3 separate regions of the Zea mays genome follow, and regions 2 and 3 are each linked to region 1. Evidence: chromatin contacts called from public Hi-C data. All regions are on one chromosome and are shown on one strand. Each heading gives the region's core, a stretch centred on a gene start, on an enhancer-like site or on the middle of the called end of the contact. The rest is flanking DNA. Distances are from core to core; before and after follow the strand shown.

What was found. A called contact is a pair of places that touch in the nucleus more often than the background predicts.
Region 2: a contact with region 1 is called in a Hi-C map of endosperm, with 3 times the contacts expected there. The contact joins the enhancer-like site here to the promoter of LOC100381424 in region 1. A contact is called at or near these places in 6 of 25 Hi-C or Micro-C datasets (bundle sheath, ear, endosperm and 3 more).
Region 3: a contact with region 1 is called in a Hi-C map of leaf, with 3 times the contacts expected there. The contact joins the enhancer-like site here to the promoter of LOC100381424 in region 1. A contact is called at or near these places in 2 of 25 Hi-C or Micro-C datasets (ear and leaf).

The regions. Positions count from the first base shown.
Region 1 is chr5:30,331,901-30,336,517 of Zm-B73-REFERENCE-NAM-5.0, reverse strand. It overlaps LOC100381424 (putative methyltransferase PMT3), which reads left to right and starts at 2,788. Exons shown (of 8, transcript NM_001174265.1): 1 at 2,788-2,940; 2 at 3,909-4,254; 3 at 4,339-4,503. The coding sequence starts at 4,006.
Region 2 is chr5:30,434,598-30,439,214 of Zm-B73-REFERENCE-NAM-5.0, reverse strand. LOC103626168 (probable serine/threonine protein phosphatase 2A regulatory subunit B''delta) reads left to right here. Exons shown (of 13, transcript XM_020538292.3): 10 at 822-978; 11 at 1,045-1,170; 12 at 1,247-1,392; 13 at 2,249-2,892. The coding sequence ends at 1,387. Among protein-coding and RNA genes, the nearest start is that of LOC103626168, 15 kb to the left of the region's middle. Within about 2 kb of position 2,439, at least 5 of the 20 cell types and tissues checked have an H3K27ac peak or open chromatin away from gene starts, as enhancers often do. A contact at or near this core is called in endosperm, where this site is marked.
Region 3 is chr5:30,418,352-30,422,968 of Zm-B73-REFERENCE-NAM-5.0, reverse strand. No RefSeq gene overlaps it. Among protein-coding and RNA genes, the nearest start is that of LOC103626168, 32 kb to the left of the region's middle. Within about 2 kb of position 2,723, at least 9 of the 20 cell types and tissues checked have an H3K27ac peak or open chromatin away from gene starts, as enhancers often do. A contact at or near this core is called in leaf, where this site is marked.

The DNA of each region.
Region 1 (4,617 bases), core at 1,539-4,038:
AGAAACATACCTTTATCCTTGATTCGTACTTTGTCCACCTTTTTACACTTAGGCACTTGTGTTGGACACTAAATCACCAAAATACTTAGAAATGGCCCAAGGGCACATTTCCCTTTCAGCCCTTCAGTCAACAGAGCCAAAGTGACCGCAGTCACTTCGCCGCTCCTCTGACCGGCCTGACAAAAGGACAGCGCCGCCTGCGCCGCTCCGACTGCTGCGCCACTCGGCAGAGTGCGGCTGACAGCAGCCAAGTCCGGCCTCGAGCGCCATAGGAAGCTCCGCCTCGCCCGACCCAGGGCTCGGACTCGGGCTCAGCCCCGGAAGACGACGAACTCCGCATCGCCCGACCCCAGGGCTCGGACTCGGGCTCAGCCCCGGAAGACGACGAACTCCGCTTCGCCCGACCCCAGGGCTCAGACTCGGGCTCAGCCCCGAAAGACGACGAACTCCGCATCGCCCGACCCAGGGCTCGGACTCGGGCTCAGCCCCGGAAGACGATGAACTCCGCTTCGCCCGACCCTAGGGCTCGGACTCGGGCTCAGCCCCGGAAGACGACGAACTCCGCATCGCCCGACCCCAGGGCTCGGACTCGGGCTTAGCCCCAGAAGACGACGAACTCCACTTCGCCCGACCCCAGGGCTCGGACTCGGGCTCAGCCCCGGAAGACGACAAACTCCGCTTCACCCGACCCCAGGGCTCGGACTCAGCCCTGGCCTCAGCCGACGGTCTCCGCCTCGCCCGACCCAGGGGCTCGGACTCGACCTCGGCCTTGGAAGACAGACTCGACCTCGACCTCGGAGGAGCCTCCACCTCGCCCAACTAAGGGCTCAGACCGACCACATCACAGGAGGCACCATCATTACCCTACCCCAAGCTAACTCAGGCTACGGGGAACAAGACCGGCGTCCCATCTGGCTCGCCCCGGTAAACAAGTAATGATGACGCCCCGCATGCTCTATGACGACGACGGCTCTCAGCCCCCTTACGGAAGCAAGGGGACGTTAGCAAGGACTTGACAGCCCCGACAGCTGTCCTTCCGCCAGGCTCCAGCGCTCCTCCGACGGCCACGACACCACACGAATCGGGTGCCAAAACCTCTCCGGCTGCCACGATGGCATGTACTTAGGGCACTAGCTCTCCTCCGCTAGACACGTTAGCACACTGCTACACCCCCCATTGTACACCTGGATCCTTTCCTTACGCCTATAAAAGGAAGGTCCAGGGCCCTCTTATAGAGGGTTGGCCGCGCGGGGAAGTACGGGACGACGCTCGCGTAAGCCGCTCCCTCCCTCCCGCGTGGACGCTTGTAACCCCCTACTGCAAGCGCATCCGACCTGGGCGCGAGACAAACACGAAGGTCGTGGGTTTCCCCTTTTACGCTTGTCTTCCTCCGGCTTCTTCTCCCCTTCGCGCTCCGTCTCGCGTCGACCCATCTAGGCTGGGGCACGCGGCGACAATTTACTCGTCGGTCCAGGGACCCCCCGGGTTCGAAACGCCGACAAGACTCCAAGCCAAGGTGTGGCTAACTTCAACGAGGACTAGACAAGCATTTCAGGTTTGGTCGAACCTCGAGATAAATCCCTGTGTCTATGTGCTCTGCTCTGTGTTATGTGCTCTCTCTCTCTTAATTGTATTTTATACTTGCACTTCAATACTTATATGTGGTATAAGTTGTCTTTGAAGTGTAGGGTATTTTGAGACATGAACTTTAATTCCACTGCGACCTATTCGAAGGGTCTTTCATTCCATTGCAATCCAATCTTCGAGTAGAGTAAGAATTTCTAGTTTCTAAGTGTTATTTTTTATTCGCCTATTCACCCTCTCTAGGCGACATCTAGATCCCGGACAAGGGAACTTTCAGGATCATAACTTAATGGACAAGAAGATTCACTTGCACGCTTGCACATGAAGTCGGATTGCATATTAGTTATTGCTGATATTGCGAACCTATACTGCTTTAATTCGATGGGGATCCGATTTCAGCATGTCTCTCCCCGATTCTCGTAACAATGGCGTGCAATTCGATACCAACATGTTGAAATGAAAAATAGATCGTTTTTATTAGAATTAAAAAAACGAAAAGATGTATAAAGTGGAACCTAAGACTCATGTGAGGGCTGTATTTATCCATATGATCACCTAAAACACAGTTTTGCACTGTTGTAGCCTACACTATTTGCAAAGTGAAGTTTGAATATGAGGACGTATAATCTGCTGGAAACAAGTCACGACAACGACACAAGATAAAACAGTAGTGTCACTACTCAATTCTGGTAGCCCCACTAGACTCTAGACGGACGGTGACAAAGATCTTCATCCAAATCCCCAACCAACGCCGCTTAGGGACAGTTTGGTGGACATCCCTCCTCTATGGACCCCCTTCATATCCCTGTCCACCAAACAAACTCTTAATATTGTTATGTTTATCTGATCTGTTCCGTATTTCCTCATGCTCACGGTTCGTCTACGCTCTCTACCCTCTCCCTCATGATCCGTGGTCACCAAACCAGCCACAGTGGCACGCGGTAACATAATCAGTAAAAATTTGCTAGGTTATATTAATTGTATATAAGTAGTACTACTAATTTAGTATTACTTCAAATCAAATAGATGAAAATAAATCTAGACACATAAATAAAACACATTAATGTATAAATCTATTAAATATGTAAAACAAAATTTATTTTAAGACGAAGAGAGAGTATTTACTTATAATAAATCCCCGCGTCGTCATCATCCTGCCACCTTAACTCACCGGAGTGCAGCTTTTACCTAATAGGCCTACATCTCTCTCTCTCTCCACATTCGCTCGCGCTACCCCGCAAGTCGAGGCCTTCCGCTGGCGCTCGCTCGCTCCGTGACCGGCTGCCTCTCCGCTCCACCCCTGCGCTGCGACCGGAGGCGACCGCGCCCCGCGGTGGCGCTGCGACCCGCGACACGGTGCGTCGCTCTGTCCCTCCATCCCTCGCCTCCTCTCGGTCCGCGCCGCAATGCGGGTCCCTGCCTCGGCCCAGGCGGCGGCGGCGGCGGGGCAGCCTTGCTCGATCTGTTGCCGCCGTTCACACGGCCCGGCGTTCCGTCGGGGTTCGCCCGAGGTAGCAGCCGCCGTGGATACGTGTGCTCGCTTGCGCGATTTCAGCCCGATGCCTGCGCAGCGGTCGCGGCCGAGGTCTATCTATCCCGTGTTGTGATTGCTTCCGTTTGGTGTTTTACTCGTCTGTTAGGATTCGGTTGGTTCCGTCTGTTTTGGGACTAGGCCCGCAACGTTCAAGTGGTTAGTTTGCGATCTCGCTGTATTCCACTCCCATCACGCGTCGCACTGCCACACCGTGGCGCAGTGTGGCCGTCGCTGTCGAGCATTTGAACCGCGTCAAATTCAAAGCATTTTTAATGCGTCTCAGCGTCTGTTGTGCGTCTGGCTGCCTAATCCAAAAATTGCGTCAAATCCGAATTTTCATTCCGTGTATGCTTGGCCGCCTAATCCAAGTTCTTAAGGTTCGGTGCGGGGGAACGGAATTCCGAATTCCAAGCCCGCTTCCCCCAACAAGAGCCCTCGAGATCGGAATCCGCGAGTAAAATAACCCGCAAAAGGGTGCTTTATTTAAAGGGGTATGGTGACCTTTCCTCTTCGTGATCTGTCCCCCACTTCACTGCTGCTGCTGCTGTTTCTGTTTCACCCTTGGGCATTGAAGGTTGGCTTACTTGACAGGAAATGACCCGTTTAATTGCATCTTGTACAAGTCTTGGGGCGTTTGGTGGGAGAGTTTATTTTTTTCTCGTTGATTTCCGTTATCGGGGGGCTTCCATCTTGGTTCAGTTCTGCAGGCTGTGTTTGTGGTAGGGTTTCCTGCTTACTGATAGCTTCTTATAGTGATAGGGTTGTTTCTAAGGACTGGTGTTCTTTGCAGATCAGTGTGACTGAGAGGGGAGGGTTTCCAGTCAGTCATTTATGAATCCTGAGGCCTGTGCTTACTAGAGGGAGGGCAAGGCTCGTTGGGATCCGGGATGAAGGGGAGAAATGACTCGGGGCACAGCAAGAGGCCGGTTGTGCTGTGCTGTGTGATGATTGTGTGCCTATGTCTCCTCTTCTTGTATTTCTCGGGCTCCAATGGACAGGCTGGGAGCGCCGCATTTGAGTACGGGACCAAATTCTCACGGTCACTTGGATGGGGCAGTGATGATGGTGAGGATGGCTCTGAAGAGTCCATTTTTGGAACCGGGGATGCAGATGATGTCAAGCCCAAGAGCTTTCCTGTAAGTTCCCAACGCGTGACCAGCCCTTTTCTCTTGTGGATTGTCTGTTCATGATTTAAATTGTTTGTTTTCTTGGTTGCTTAGGTGTGTGATGACCGGCACTCTGAACTGATCCCCTGCTTGGATAGGAACTTGATATATCAAATGAGGCTGAAGCTGGATTTAAACCTGATGGAGCACTATGAGAGGCATTGCCCTCCACCTGAAAGGCGTTTTAATTGCTTGATTCCTCCACCACATGGCTATAAGGTCACTACTGATTTAAATCTTCTCTCAAAGTGTTCTTTTATTCCAATTAGGTTTTGTACTTGTTTTGAGTTCATGGACTGAGCATTGCACCTGTTTTGAGTTCATAGACCGAGC
Region 2 (4,617 bases), core at 1,190-3,689, 100 kb before region 1:
ATATATTGTTCGTTTTAGGCTTTTAGCACTTTACTTTTGTGTCCATATTCAAATAGATGACAATGAATCTAGACACATATATAATACACATACATCAAATATTGTATGAATCCATTAACACCCTAAAACGAATACCATTTTGGGACGGAGGGAGTACATTATTTCGCACTCCCTTCACTCTCAAATACATTTAGATTTCGGCACAAGAATTAAGGTGAGGGGTACAATGACTACATTGCCCATTTAGTCTCATATCATTGGTTGAGTTTAAGGTGCTGTTTGGTTGGACATTTGGTGTGGGATCCGATCAGTGTCAACGAAACACGTTAGGTTGTGTTTGCTTATGATGTGCTGGGATAAGGTGCCATGCAAACAAACACTGGCTTAATAGAATTGTGACTACACTCTCCATCTAGCGGGATCAGATAACGCCACAGATGCAGAGTGAACCAAACAAACCATGCTCACTTATTCCATTTTGGATACTGCTGCAACTTGATTCCTTTATGTTTGCATTGCCTATCCTACAACGAAACAGCACCTAAGATGGTTAGTAAGTGTATCACATTGATCAGTGTGCATTTCAGTAGTGGTAGACACGGAAGAACGAAGCAAAAAGGTGCATCTTAGTTATCACAAACTTACATTTGTTGCATGATGCATTTGTGAGATGGCTGAATGGACATATGTTTGGTATTGGAGGGAGGAGTTCTGATTAGCGTATTCTGTATTTGTTGTACATATTGTATAACTCAGCTTGTAGTTGCATTTTCTTTAAAATATTGTAATTGTTTGTTATTGAAATATGTTAAAATTTGCAGGTTTAAGTGCATCGATCTTGATGGTAATGGTATTTTAACTTACAATGAAATGCAATTTTTCTATGAGGAGCAATTGCACCGAATGGAGTGCATGGCACAGGAACCTGTGGTTTTTGGGGACATATTATGCCAGATGATTGATATGATTGGACCAGAGGTAGATTCTCATACATATCCGGCAAACATTTTATCTGGGCTTGATAACTATTTTTCCTTTCTACAGAATGAGAGCTATTTTACTCTACGGGACTTAAAACGGTGTAAACTCTCAGGAAATATATTCAATATTCTTTTCAATCTGAACAAGTTCATGGCATTTGAAACTCGTGATCCATTCCTCATTCGCCAGGTGATTATAACCCTTAATATATTTCAAATTTGCTGCCAAGTATTAAGTTAAATAATCCGATAATGTTTAATTGTAGGAACGTGAAAATCCAACGCTGACTGAGTGGGATCGGTTTGCGCATAGAGAATATATTAGATTGTCCATGGAAGAAGATGGTGAAGATGCTTCAAATGGAAGTGGTGATGTGTGGGACGAATCACTTGAGGCTCCATTCTGAATGGTGTAAGTGTGTACTAAGTATTGTCTAATGAATCTAATAACACAGCACGATAAGATTGCTAAATTAGTTTTGTAAGGCTACACCATGAAATGATAGACACCATGAAGTTTTTGCAGAATATATAGGACATCCTTATTTCTTTTGTCAATGGGCATATATCTTTTGTGCAATGGAGGGAATATTATTCTCTTACTTTCTCTTGTAATTAAACCCTGTGACCTGTTCATGTCTTCTGTACACCTTAGGGTCTGTTCGGTTCCTAGGGAGCAGACACCGGGAACGATTCCTAACCGGAAGGTTTGCCTAATTTATATAAGGTTTGATGCCTTTAGACTTCAATAATAGGGTTTAAGACTAGAGGCAACGACTAATATGCAAGTAATCATTTGGTGCAAGCGTGCAAGCAGCTCTTTTGGTCCGTTAGATCTAGATCTAAACGTATGCTATATTTAGCATTTAAATCCTCCCACCACCACCTCGTGTGGATTTATAAAAAAGCCCCTAACAAACCACGATTACACATACGGTTGGATCTAGATCCAACGGACCAAAAGAGCTATTTGCACGCTTGCACCTAATAATTGCTTGCATATTAGTCGTTGCCAAGACTAGAAATAACATGGAGTTTTGCCGGGGGGGGGGGGGGGGGGGTGGTGTTAAAACCAGAACTGTCACCCAATGGTTTGCTGGTTGAATACATGAGCGTTGGAGAGGTGCTTCCTTGCTTATTTCTTGCATTTTGTTTCCCTGGACTATAATAGGATAACAAAGTTGCAAATCTGAGATGTTTTTAAGTATAAATATACTTGTGGTCATGTTCCTAGTTTTTTAGTATGTTTTTGAATTTTCTGTTTACAGATCTTGCTGCACGAATTTGGTTGAACATGGGTGATTATGGTTGTGAAGCGGAAGAATTGTAAAGTCGGTGGCTACAGTGCTGAGGCCATTGTAGGCTCACAGCAGATTCAGTGACACTGAAGACTACTTACAAGTTTTACTGTGCAGATCTGATTCGATATTTTTGGCTGGAAAATTGGGGAGGTTGGTGGGCGCCCTGCAGTTTCAAGTCAACACCCTCAGCAGTCGCAAATGATAATATAGTGATGGACCCTTCCTGGTCGACTAGTTGCATTTGTGTTCTGATTGGTCCTTAGGGTGGATATCTGTTAATTCAATTGTTGTGCTAAAATTTTGGAGCTGAACTGTTAATGTTTGCCTGCATTTTCTTTGTTAATCTTGGAAGCGTGGGCTAGCACTTCCATCAAACTAAGATCGTGGCATGTAGCTTTCCAGTTCTGCTTTATCATCAGCGTGTTGTTCTGTAATTCTTGGTGCATCTTGGGCGGATGGATACTGTTGTCATTTTGTAACATCACCGAGAAGCTGTGGATTGGGTGCATAGTAACACAAAGGTAGATAACATTGTCAATCCAATTTTTGTTAAGGTGTAAATTCAGAGAAGTTTTAGGTTTCAAGTACTATTCGTTGGGTTCGATCTCTTATCTGAAAGTGCTTTCCCTATTGAGCTACTTATGTCGTGATGAGCGGAAATTTCGTATGTGTGTTATCTCACCTTTCCCTTTAAAGACGAGTCTTACTTGGCTATACTTTTCATTTGTCGGCTCATTTCTATCAATGTTTTCGTGCTCGTCTTAGGATGTGTTTGATTTAAGTCAAACTAGGATGAGCCAGGAGTGAAACAAGTCATCTCCTATCTCTTCTTGTACGTTCAACTAAATACATTCTTAGAAAGATTTAGGTAATCTATTTCGCTCTTAAATTGAGGTGTTAGTTTCTTGCCTAGTTGAAACTTAAACAACCCTTTTTTTGTCTAGTTAAAATCTATATAATAAATAAATTATCTTATATGTGATCAGGTGCTATGCCTCTCGAAGAGTTACGTCTATCATGAAGAGTTATGTAATTTAGTTTTAGTTTTCAAACCTATCCCTACTACAGGGTTATGCAACTTAGTTTTTAAACACATCCATTAGACTATTAACTAAGCTAGGAAGGTAAATACATAACATATACAATATAAATTGGAAGCTTTAAATGCGATAGAAGGTATAAATACAGAAACTCGAAGTTTTAAGTGTGATAGATATACAAACTTTTGTTGGTGACTTTGATTGTTATTCTTACTTAGGTATTGAGAAGCGTGCAAAGTTTTTTCCCTATCTCCCTCCAATTTCAAAGAGGATTTGAGTTTTCAAACTAGCCCTTAACCTTTATTGTAGTCACACACAAATAAAGGTAGGGACTATTTTTTAGTTAGATAATTTTGTAGATAGCCTTAGGCATTCATGTGCAATTAGGGCTCTGGTGTGGTCTTCGTTGGATGCTCTTCGTTGTCTTCACTATTGAGTTTTTGGCTAAAACACTGTATCTTGTTTCCTTCAATACGTGGTGGTGGCTACACCACAAATGTAGTTGGTGTAATGTCACAAGATTACAAGTCTCTCTGGTATAATTAATATAATGGTGCGTGTAAACACCAAGAAATAAGAGCGTCTCTTCGTTAGTTCTAACACTAGGACAAAACTTAGAGCAAGTGCTACATGAAGCAGTCTAATTAATGTAAGCACTTTGCAAAGCACCTACACTAATGACTAAGTGATTTTGCAAGCACTTGGGTGTCTAGAGCTATTGTGTATGAGTCTTAACTCACTTGATATCTTCCTCAACTCTCACACGTCTCGAATGACCAATTATGGTGGTATAGACTCCTCCATTGGTGATGTCACACAAGCATCCAACTTTTTATATTCACCAAACGATGAACAATGATGATCCACGGGTGTAGCCAACCATGCTACCTTTGATTATTGCACATAGGATGCAGCTCCTCCATCACTCTCTATCAATCCACTTCACCATCAACACAAAACAACACTTGATCTTCCTTGAATAATATGATCCACTTCATGTCATCATGTGGCCTTATTGGTTCATTAATATCAACTTCGCTTGTTCTTCACCACTACATTGGTACATTGATGCTAAGCTCTCTACTTGTGCTTCACCACCACACGACCCATCACCATTGAGCATCTAGCTCGCCCTTCATTCTTATAACAAGTCCATCGTAGCCAAGCGACGTCTCTTGATCTTCTCCATCTAGCCACATGACTTTATATCATGTCTTGTCGGGGACCATAATTAGGGGTACCCCCAAGACTCCTAAACTCGGCTGGTAACCACCATCAGCACAAGCTGCAAAGGCC
Region 3 (4,617 bases), core at 1,474-3,973, 87 kb before region 1:
CGTCCACTCAAGGGACACGATCTCGCCTCGCCCAAGCCCAGCCTCTGGCAGGAACAGTAGACCCAGGTGGATTCACGCCACGCCCGAGGGCCTCCTCAAGCAACGGGCGCACCTTTGACTCGCCCGAGGTCCAGCTCGGGCAGGCTTCGCAGTGAAGCAACCTTGGCTAGATCGCCTCGCCAACCGACCGTATCGTAGGAGCATTCAATGCAAGGATCGCCTGACACCTTATCCTGACGCGCGTTCCTCAGTCGATAGGGCCGAAGTGACCGCAGTCACTTCGCCCCTCCACTGACTGACCTGACAGGAAAACAGCGCCGCCTGCCCTGCTCCGACTGCTGTGCCACCCGCTAGGGTGAGGCTGACAGCAGCCGAGTCCAGCCTCAGGCGCCATAGGAAGCTCCGCCTCGCCCGACCCCAGGGCTCGGACTCAACCTCGACCTCGGAAGAGTCACCGCCTCGCCCGACCTTGGGCTCGGACCGACCATGTTACAGGGGGCACATCATTACCCTACCTCTAGCTAGCTCAGGCTACGGGGAACAAGACCGGTGTCCCATCTGGCTCGCCCCGGTAAACAAGTAATGATGGCACCCCGCGTGCTCCCATGACGACGGCGGTTCTCAGCCCCCTACGGAAGCAAGGAGACGTCAGCAAGGACCCGACAGCCCCGACAGCTGTGCTTCTATAGGGCTCAAGCGCTCCTCCGACGACCACGACATCACATGAACAGGGCACTAACACCTCTCCGACAGCCACGTCGGCATGTACATAGGGCTCTGGCTCCTCTCTGCCGGACACGTTAGCACGTTGCTACACCCCCCATTGTACACCTGGGCCCTCTCCTTACATCTATAAAAGGAAGGTCCAGGGCCCTTGTACGAGAAGGTGGCCGCGCGGGAGGACGGGCTGACGGACAGGCTCTCTCTCTCTCTCTCTCTCTCTCTCTCTCTCTCTCTCTCTCTCTCTCTCCCTCGCGAGCGCTTGTAACCCCCTACTGCAAGCGCATCCGTCCTGAGCGCAGGATAACACGAGCCGCGGTTCCCCTTTTCCCCCCTTGTGTTCCATCTCGCGCCGACCCATCTGGGCTGGGACACGCAGCGACAATTTACTCGTCGGTCCAGGGACCCCCCGGGGTCGAAACGCCGACATGTCTCATATGTAACAACCTCTTCCAAAGCACTAGTTGAGCACTTGCAAAATAACCAAGCAATTTCTCAAACTAGTACACTTGAGGACTAATCACCCATGTTTCTTGATATAGAAAAAATTAGTCAACCTAAGGTTGTCACTCAATTACTAAAATCAAACTAGGGCCTTTCACTGGTGGACACAAGCTATCAATGATAGGACAAGATGGAAGTGGATTGAGAAAAAAAACTTTGGTTGTTCCCTTTGATTGGGGGATCGTGGCATAATTTTAAAGGATCGAAAAACCTTTTAGGAAAAGAGAATTGGAAAGAGGATCTGCTGAAACATATTTTTTTTGGCATCAACCCTCCTTTATTGTTTGGTATAGGGAAATGGGATTGCCTTTAGTCAATCTGGCAGAATTTCTCTTAGAGCAACTTCATTAGATCTCATCTCTTTTTATTTACTTGGGCTACTTAGAGTATTATACAATACAACCTCTCCTTTTGATCATGATATAATCGATGTTTTGTTATTGTTTCAGTTAGATCAATTTATACCCTTGTTGCTGCATATAGTAGCTTCTGTAGAGTTAGATCAATTTTTAATGTTATAAAATTTTGCTACTTATACTTTACCTTTTTAAGGTTATATGATAACCAGGTAAAACAATCAATGCTAGGTTTTAAAAAAATTATATTCCTTTCTTTTATGTGTTAGTATCTTGGTTTGGTTGTTGAACCGTTGTCCTCCATGACTTCATCTCAGTCTAGTAGACCAACACCAAGGTCTTCAGCTACACTGTTTGGTGAGAAGATTAGAGTTTGGGACTCAAGGTATGATAAATTTATGCTTGAAATCCTACTATTGAATTATATAGTTTGAATTAATTGGTGGATCCTACCACTATTTTCACATGTCGCATCCATCAATAGTTGAGACTGCAAATTCATTACAACTAGACGAACGGACAATGGCTTTGATCGATGTCGGCTACCGCGCTGAAGATGTGTTCAAAACCATAGCAGCACCAGCCTAAGTGATAGGGCGTCGTGTGAGATTATTAGATAAATAATTTTACGACTTCTTATATTTGTTTATCTTACTAGATTATTAAATTACCTTGCTCGGGGAAGCTAACGTCGACGTGCTTAGATATCTGCGACAACGTGCAGCAGCGACCAGGGCCTGATTCTTGTGAAAAACGTGACATGCACTCCTATCCTGTCTTTGTATAGAGAATAGAAATTCTGGATAGATACATATCTACCTATTCTTTTATTGAGATGTATCGTTTTTTCTAATTCAGAGAACTGTCTATATATAAAGAATAGGAAATATGGGTAGATACATATCTACCTATTCCTTTATTAAGATGTGTCATTTTTTCCTAGGGTTTTCTTTCTTGATCTAGATTTTCTCCGTGCCGCAATCTTAACAAAAATAAGAAAAAAGGTCGGCTAGCAAAATTAACCAAAAAACAAAAAAGGTCCAAATGGGCCTGGGAATCGACGACAAGCCCAACAGAGAACCACACAACCCATTGTACTGTCCAAATAAATAGGCACAAGTAGTGTACAAAAGCTTGAAGTGGTAAGCGACCTTGAGTTTTTAATCTGACAACACCTCCTTGAGCAATTGAGATGGTGCTAAACCTGTAAACCGTGTAGCAACGAGCAGGCAACCACGAATTGGGCCGGCGAGAGGTTGAGACTATTGGGTCTGCGTAATAGCACTTAGTTGACTAACTTCAATAGCATATCACAAGTACAACACTACTGTAGTGGTTTGGATCATTTTCCCTTTTTAAAATGTCTCAGGTTCGAGGCTTGAAGTTTTTTAAAGTATTTTTGTTTTTTAAAGTATTTTCTGAAACAGAGCACCGATACAGGTGTGCAAATATGCACATAAATACCTGCGCATGTAAAAACCGATTTTACATTATTATTTGTATTAAAATAATAAAAGTTATCATGAAACATGATATGACACACTATATCGTCACGATTATGGCATAAAAGGGTATTATGACGATTCAATTTTATGATTACTTTTGCTAGTGAGTGTTACAAGCTAGTATTAGTTGTACAGTACTAGTGAATGGAACGATACGCAGGTGTTGATTGCTTTATTGTTCTCTATTACCTAGCCATACATACTCCTTTCTCCTATTACTCGCTAAACACACTTCTTTCTTTCCTATGCAAGTATCATTCCAGATGCATGGATTAGCATACGTATAATAAATCTCTTACTTAAATACTGAGATTGCCCTTTTTCGTATATTGATTTGGGAAGTGTTCCAGAACAAAATGAATACTCCTGCTGCTAGTAGGTGGAAAACAGGGTCAATTGTGGTTATGTTGATCCATCTGCTTCAAAGCTTCGGGTGCTTTTGCTAATGAATCTTATCGTCATAAAGATCCGATTCTTCCAAATTATGACGACTTTAATGACGAAGATTTTTTGCGCCACTATGTGGGGTTAGCTATCAGAAAATGTCATAAACAGAACTAATTTATGACGAATGTGTGCGGTGTCATTGTATATTCGTCATAGAAGGCATAAAAGGTTGTAGTGGAAGTCCAACTTGGAAAATTCTTCTTCAATTTAATTCGACTGTCCTTGAGAGCATTCCTATGACTTAGACAAACATATCTAGAGTCTGTCCAACTAGTCTAAGTCATAGTTCTTTTATTTGCTTCATTTAAGCCACATTCCTATTTTGGCTCAAATTAGGCTCCAAATGCACCTTTTCCAAAATCTGAACTTCTAAACTATCTAAGGTGCTCAAATAGGTTCCTAATGACATTTAGAAATTATCCAAACTCTTGGACTACTCATAGTCCATCTTATCCAAGTTTTGCCCTTCCTAGCCTAAGACTGTCTCCAGCAATATCCTCTAAATTTCGTCCTCTAAAGGAATATTCCATGTACTTTACAACATCCTCTAAAAGATTTCGTCCTCTATATTTTTTTCATCTCCAACAACATCCCCTAAATTTCATCCTCTATATCTACAGTGTTAACAGATTTCATAAACTACCATATTTATTCTCTCTTTTGCATATAATTTGAATACATGACTTATGAAACTAATGCAAAAAAGATGTAATTAACAATTTCACTTTGATAATTTTGGGGGCATAATCAATCTGGTCAACGAGCGTGGAGGTTCAGATAGCGCGCCATGGGAGCCGCTCGGCCATGGGCGCAGACACAGAGAATTCGACCGACGAGCAGAGGGGCTGGGCAACTCCATGGGCGAGCAGAGCGCGCCACCATGGCGAGCAGAGAAGCACGACGCGCGACATGGAAGCTTCGAGCAGCGAACGGCAGCGGGCATGGGGAATTTGGTGCGGCCGTGGAAGCTCCAAGCCGGCGCGGGGAAGAGGTCGAGCTGGGAGGGAGGCTGCGCGCCGAGGAAGCTGCCGCAGGGGACATCGCCATGGATGCGCAGGGGCAGAGAAGACGCTGGCGAGCAGCAA